Linked DNA regions of Mus musculus: region 1 is linked to region 2. A link is a contact called in public Hi-C data. All regions are on one chromosome and are shown on one strand. The core of a region is the stretch at or near the end of the contact, and the rest is flanking DNA. Distances in the headings are between cores, read along the strand shown.

Region 1 (2,700 bases), core at 179-2,678, 79 kb before region 2:
CTAAGTATTACTACCCCATTTTTGAACCTTTCTCACTAATTACCTCCCTTCTCGAGACTCCTGAATCCCATATTGCAATGACCTCTCCTTTGCCACCTTCACATGACGCGTGGCCAGCCTTCCCTCCGAGGACTTCAGAAGATCCTACCTCCTCACTGGGCTTTTGTTAATCTGTGGTTTGATCCTTAGGGCTCGATATCTTCCACAGAACTATGTTAACAGCACGTCATGCTTTGACAACTAAATATAAACTGGGAGTTTCTACTTCTTGCCATTGTACCAACTAAAAGCAAGAGAAGTTTGCTTCTGAGGATGAAAGTGCTGACCAATTGAAAAACAAAATCTTTCTAATGTTATCTCCTTGCCAACAAAATGCTCTTTTGCTAATTTTAAATGCAGGTCTTGAGTAATAGAAATCATGACAGGATAGCTCCTTCGGGGTATCCTAACAAAGACTTCATTTCAAAATACACCTCATGGAGGCATTTAGTGATAGAGGACATGGAACCATGGCTCTTTTCTGAAAAGTTGCTGAACAGCCACTTAAATGCCTGATATCATAGCCTTATTAGGGTGGAGGATACAACACAGACATTTTGATTTCTAACCATACAATTTCCCTAGCAATATTCAAGTGTTTCCAAACATCTGCTTCTATTTATCTCTTTATTTTTCTCAGATTCCTTCTGAGCTCATTGGATGATTGGATGACCTTGACATTACAGTTGAGCCCTAAATCAAAACATTTTACATTCTACATATTTTTTTCCAAAGAAGGTTCAGAGTTATTATCCAAGTAATTACAGATTTCATTTCTGGGACTTCTTATCTCTTTTGTTTTCCACATCATAAATAACTGGAATTTTATGTTGACAAGAAAAGTTTTATTACACTTTTTTTTTTTTGCACTTTTGGGGATAGAACTCATGGCCCTGTGCCATGCTTAGCAACCACTGTACCACATCCTAGCTCATCTATAGAATATTTTGTGAGGAAGCATGATTAAGAAATTGCATATGACTTCTGGTTACTTATATAACTCAGTTGATTGTCTTCTTTCTTAGCTAAAGATAGGCAGGGAACTGGCCATGCTGAATTTCAAATGTAAACAAGTAAAATCTGATCTTAAGTGACCAGAAGGGAACTGGCAAGTTTGAATACAGTCCAATGCCTCTAAAAATGATGAAATATGGTTGCATGTGTGGAAGGGAAAAAACCTTAGGGAACCTCACAAAGGTATACTACAGGAGGAACACACATATGGTTCTAAGTGAGGGAATCTCATACTATTGGTCTTTCAGACAATTGCCCCTAAAGAAGCTCAATGATTAATCCAAGGTCACATAATGGATTTCTGCCGACGTGAGCTTTCCTGTTTTCCTGGGCACTATGTCTGAGAACTGAGGGTGTGACTCATTCACTTCTAAGCCCTAGAGGGACATAGTTGCACAATTTTCCACAGGTATTTTGGCAGCACCAAGGGCATTTGAATCAGAGCATATCTCTGTTTCCTTCTGAGGAGAGAATGCATGTGATCCAGCCAGAGATCTCACACACACACACACACACACACACACACACACACACACACACACACACACACTATACACTCACACACACACATACACATGCACCACTGCCCCAGAAAATTTCACGGTAAGATGACTACCTTTTTGTTACTAGGAACTCTACAACTTAGCACTAGACAGTATTTATTAAATACCTTTTAGGCATCAGAGCGATCTGCCTATAAAGCACTGCCTTCTTTTACCTGATCTTGATCTATGACTAATCAGCCCAAAGGCTTTGGACAAAACTTTGAGTCAGGTTCACTTCTTGGTAACTGGGAGAAAGTTATCCCGCCCTTCTTATTGCCTGGAGTTATTGTGTAAGTTGAATGAACTAGCACATGGGGAAAAAAAACTACAAAATGATTGTTGAAATATAATGGACACAGATAAAATAGCTTAATCATAGATGGCATGTGATGCCAGACACATGTCTACAAATGTGACATATCAATCCAACTAAGATACAGCTGAAGAAATTAGACACTATCCCAGGATCTCCTCTCATACTGTCTATGGATAAACTCTATTCTGGGTTTTAATAATATAAACATGTTTCACCTTATATGTAAGTGTCGTTTTTTAAATTTTACTCAGAATAATGTTTATGAATTTCTTTCATGGTGTTGTATGCTAAGGGTTGGGGATCTTCATTCTTCTTGTCCTGTTAATTACACTGCCATTAACTGTATGAACAGATAATGTTTCTTTACTGTTCAACTCTTTGGTTACTTTCCAACTTGACCTTTTTGCAGTTACTCACTTCTGCTAAGTCTATACTGGAAACCAAATGGCTGATTCTGCAGGCATCTGCACATCTAGCCAATAAATATGCCAAGTGGTCTTCCAATATGGTGACTACAGATTGCTTGCCTAGTAAGACTATCTGATGAATATCTGTGTTTGATGTATTTTACTATTACTTTTTATTTTAATTTAGTTGAATAAAATATTCTTAATAAGCTTATCAGCAGCACAAGTTTGGAAGAACAAATCTTTCTTATTTCAAGCTCACCACAGTCACATGCAATATCATTGGGGTTCCATGATATGTAATGGCTGTTGTCATTTTACTCAAGGCTTCTAGAGCTATGAAAATTAATTGAAGTTAAGTCTGTATGGATATATCTAT
Region 2 (2,846 bases), core at 314-2,813:
TCACTGGCTGACTGCCAAGCTATGCAGACCCAGGGCTACCCAGGGCTACCCACTGAAGATGGGCTGTCAAGAGGAAAGTAAGAATGAAAGCAAAGCATAACATAACATTCTCCATATCACAGGGACACCAGCCGTGCAGACAGACTCTGAGCAATTAGTCAAAACAACAGTAACAGAAACATTAGCAACAAAACAAAAAACCAAACAAACAAACAAAAAACCTGTGAGCCCTGTTGTTGAATTTAATAACATGAGGATTACCCAAGACAGAGCTGAAAGAAAAATGATTGAAAGAAGTCTCTGGGAACGCCACACCCGATCATTATGTATGCTCACAGAGCCTCAGAGAAAGACAGAAAGAAAATTGAAGGGAGTGGTGAAGAACCAAACATCACATGTGCTGATAAGTTCCAAAAAATCTCAAGAAAGCAAATACCCAGAAAACAATTCAATGAACCAGACAAACCAGCAATAAATGATGGCTGGCTTTACAGAGAGCAGTGGACTCTCCCCTAGACATGAAGCCCTCCATCCTAGAAGGTTACAGATCCAATGAAGTTCTTTGTATTCTGTAGGTTGGGCCCTCAGACATCAATTAACCAACTCTTCCTAGGCATGCCCAGGCACCAACGTTATCTAGGCAGTTCTTCAACGAATGGTCTTCTCTCAGATGATTCTAGATTGTATCAAGCCAAGCCAGGAGAGGAAGCATTTAAGGCAAAAATTAAAAGTAAAAGCAAAAGCCTTGGTTTTGGAGGTCTGTAACCTGTGCAGTAGCAAATGATACAAAAGTAACCGTCAAAACGACAAGGAAGATACCTGGCAGTGTGCTGTGGTGGGCCCCTTGCATTCCACATGGAGTAGTACTGTGTTCAAGTGAATATGGACGAGTTTGCAGAGCAATTACTGAAGGGGAAAGGAAAAGAATAAAAGCTGAAGGCAAAAGGCTTGAAACTAAGGCATTAAAATGCATATGCTGGGCAAAGGATGCATTTAAGCTGTATAAAGAGTGTCTATGGGCCTGGAGAGATGGTTAAGGACAGTTGCAAAGGATATGGGTTGGGTTCCCAGCATCCACATGGAAACTTACAACCAGCTGTCACTCTAGTTCCAGGGGACTGGATGCCCACTTCTGATTTCTGCAGTTACTAGGCATTCACACGCTACACTAACATACATGTAGGGTAATATGTAATTTTTAAACACATATTTTAAAACAATTTAATATATTATATATACTTTTAAAATATGAAAACAGAACTGCAATAAAGTAGGCTGATACTCGTACATTTCTGGTTAATATTCTCCTGTGTTAGTTGTTGTTATCAAGTTTTATATGAATAAATGGTCATTTTACTTCATAAGTACATGTAATTTTGTATATAATCAAAACACTGATAAATTAAGACTGTTTTAAAGACCCAGTGTAAAGGGACAAACATCTTAGCTATTTCACCAAAGACGACATAAAGATGCTTGACACTGTTACTCATCGGGGGTGTGCAGAGGCAAAGCTCAGACAGACACCACACAACACCCCCTAGTGTGGTTAAAATGAAAACGACAACTGTTAGTCATGATCTTACCATTCCTCTCCTCAGAGATCACCCCCAGAGAAATGAAAACACATGTCCCCAAGCACTGTGCCCAGGAATGCTCATTATGGCTTTATTCAGAGCAGCTCTAACAAAAAGCACTGTGGTGTCTCTCAGGAAAATGGACAAACAAACCATGGCATCTTTCTGCAATGCAATGTGACTCAACAAAAAGAAGAGGATCAAATGCTGAAACAAGCAAGAGCATGCGTGGATCCCTACAGATGCGTGTCAGATGGGGAGGATCGTGAGACACCAGGCAGCTGTGTGAGCATCAGTGACAGAAAAATGAGCAAAGCTAATGAGGGTGCAAGGAAGTCAAAATGAGGCTGACTTTATGCAGTGACACTGACTATGTGAGAACCATCTAGGATAGAGAAATATCTGTGTTCATATGTTATATCTTAATCAAAATGTACAGTTTACAATGTAAGATCTATACATTTTACTGCAATTTCATTTATGTAAAGAAATTTTAAATACTTCAGTAAAACACACCATAGGCACAAACTAACTCTCTCTCTCTCTCTCTCTGTCTCTCTCTCTCTCTCTGTCTCTCTCTCTCACACACACACACACACACACACACACACACACACACATCCATATGCCTTCTTTTTCAGCTCATTGGCTGTGACTGCCCTCCAAAGGTGTATAGACAGGATGATATACATTGGGTGTCATGAATTCTGCTCAGGTCCCAGCCGTGAGCAAGACTTTTAATTCCAGTTTGTGGTCATCCCCAAACTGATGAAACAAGAGGATTTCCCAAGCGAAACTGAGCAGCTGGCTTTGTGGTCAACCCATCACCAGCTGCCATGTTGACAGGTGTCTGACCCAGCCCAAGGAAGAAAAGATACCCACTATTGAGCCAATGTATTTTCTGGCCTGATCCATCATTTAATACATGACATATCACTGGGATACATAAGCATGAATTACAAATCAACAGACTGTTTATTTGAGGAAGAAGAATTACATTTAGGGGTGGCATGCTCTGAGTTAAAGAGGGGGTTTTGCTCACCAGTGTCTACTCAACTTTCCTAAAAATGGTTCCTCTCCCCCATCCGCAGCTCCCTCTCATCAGATCCAGTACTTAGGTTCCTGGGGACTTCAGAAACTAGCAACAACTGTGAAATGACACATATTTAATGACTAAAAACCATTCATCTAAAACCCAAAGCTTTTTTGAAGAATTTGAAACAACCTTTGCTGGCATGCTGAAAGGTTCAGGGGTCAGCACGGAGCATG

What was found. Hi-C and Micro-C count contacts between places; a contact is called where the count stands out from the background.
Region 1: a contact with region 2 is called in a Hi-C map of the C2C12 cell line, with 2.3 times the contacts expected there. The contact joins two enhancer-like sites. A contact is called at or near these places in 1 of 15 datasets of contacts at CTCF or cohesin (the NIH/3T3 cell line), 6 of 484 Hi-C or Micro-C datasets (the C2C12 cell line, adipose-derived mesenchymal stem cells, embryonic fibroblasts and 2 more) and 2 of 115 datasets of contacts at active chromatin or transcription factors (embryonic fibroblasts and pancreatic cancer cells).

What each region holds. Positions count from the first base shown.
Region 1 is chr2:117,801,468-117,804,167 of GRCm38.p6, forward strand. No RefSeq gene overlaps it. Among named protein-coding and RNA genes, the nearest start is that of Gm13985, 10 kb to the right of the region's middle. Within about 2 kb of position 1,429, at least 51 of the 459 cell types and tissues checked have an H3K27ac peak or open chromatin away from gene starts, as enhancers often do. A contact at or near this core is called in the C2C12 cell line and pancreatic cancer cells, where this site is marked.
Region 2 is chr2:117,880,713-117,883,558 of GRCm38.p6, forward strand. All of the region lies in intron 3 of 4930412B13Rik (RIKEN cDNA 4930412B13 gene), which reads left to right. All of the region lies in intron 8 of Gm13986 (predicted gene 13986), which reads right to left. Among named protein-coding and RNA genes, the nearest start is that of 4930412B13Rik, 60 kb to the left of the region's middle. Within about 2 kb of position 1,564, at least 38 of the 459 cell types and tissues checked have an H3K27ac peak or open chromatin away from gene starts, as enhancers often do. A contact at or near this core is called in the C2C12 cell line and pancreatic cancer cells, where this site is marked.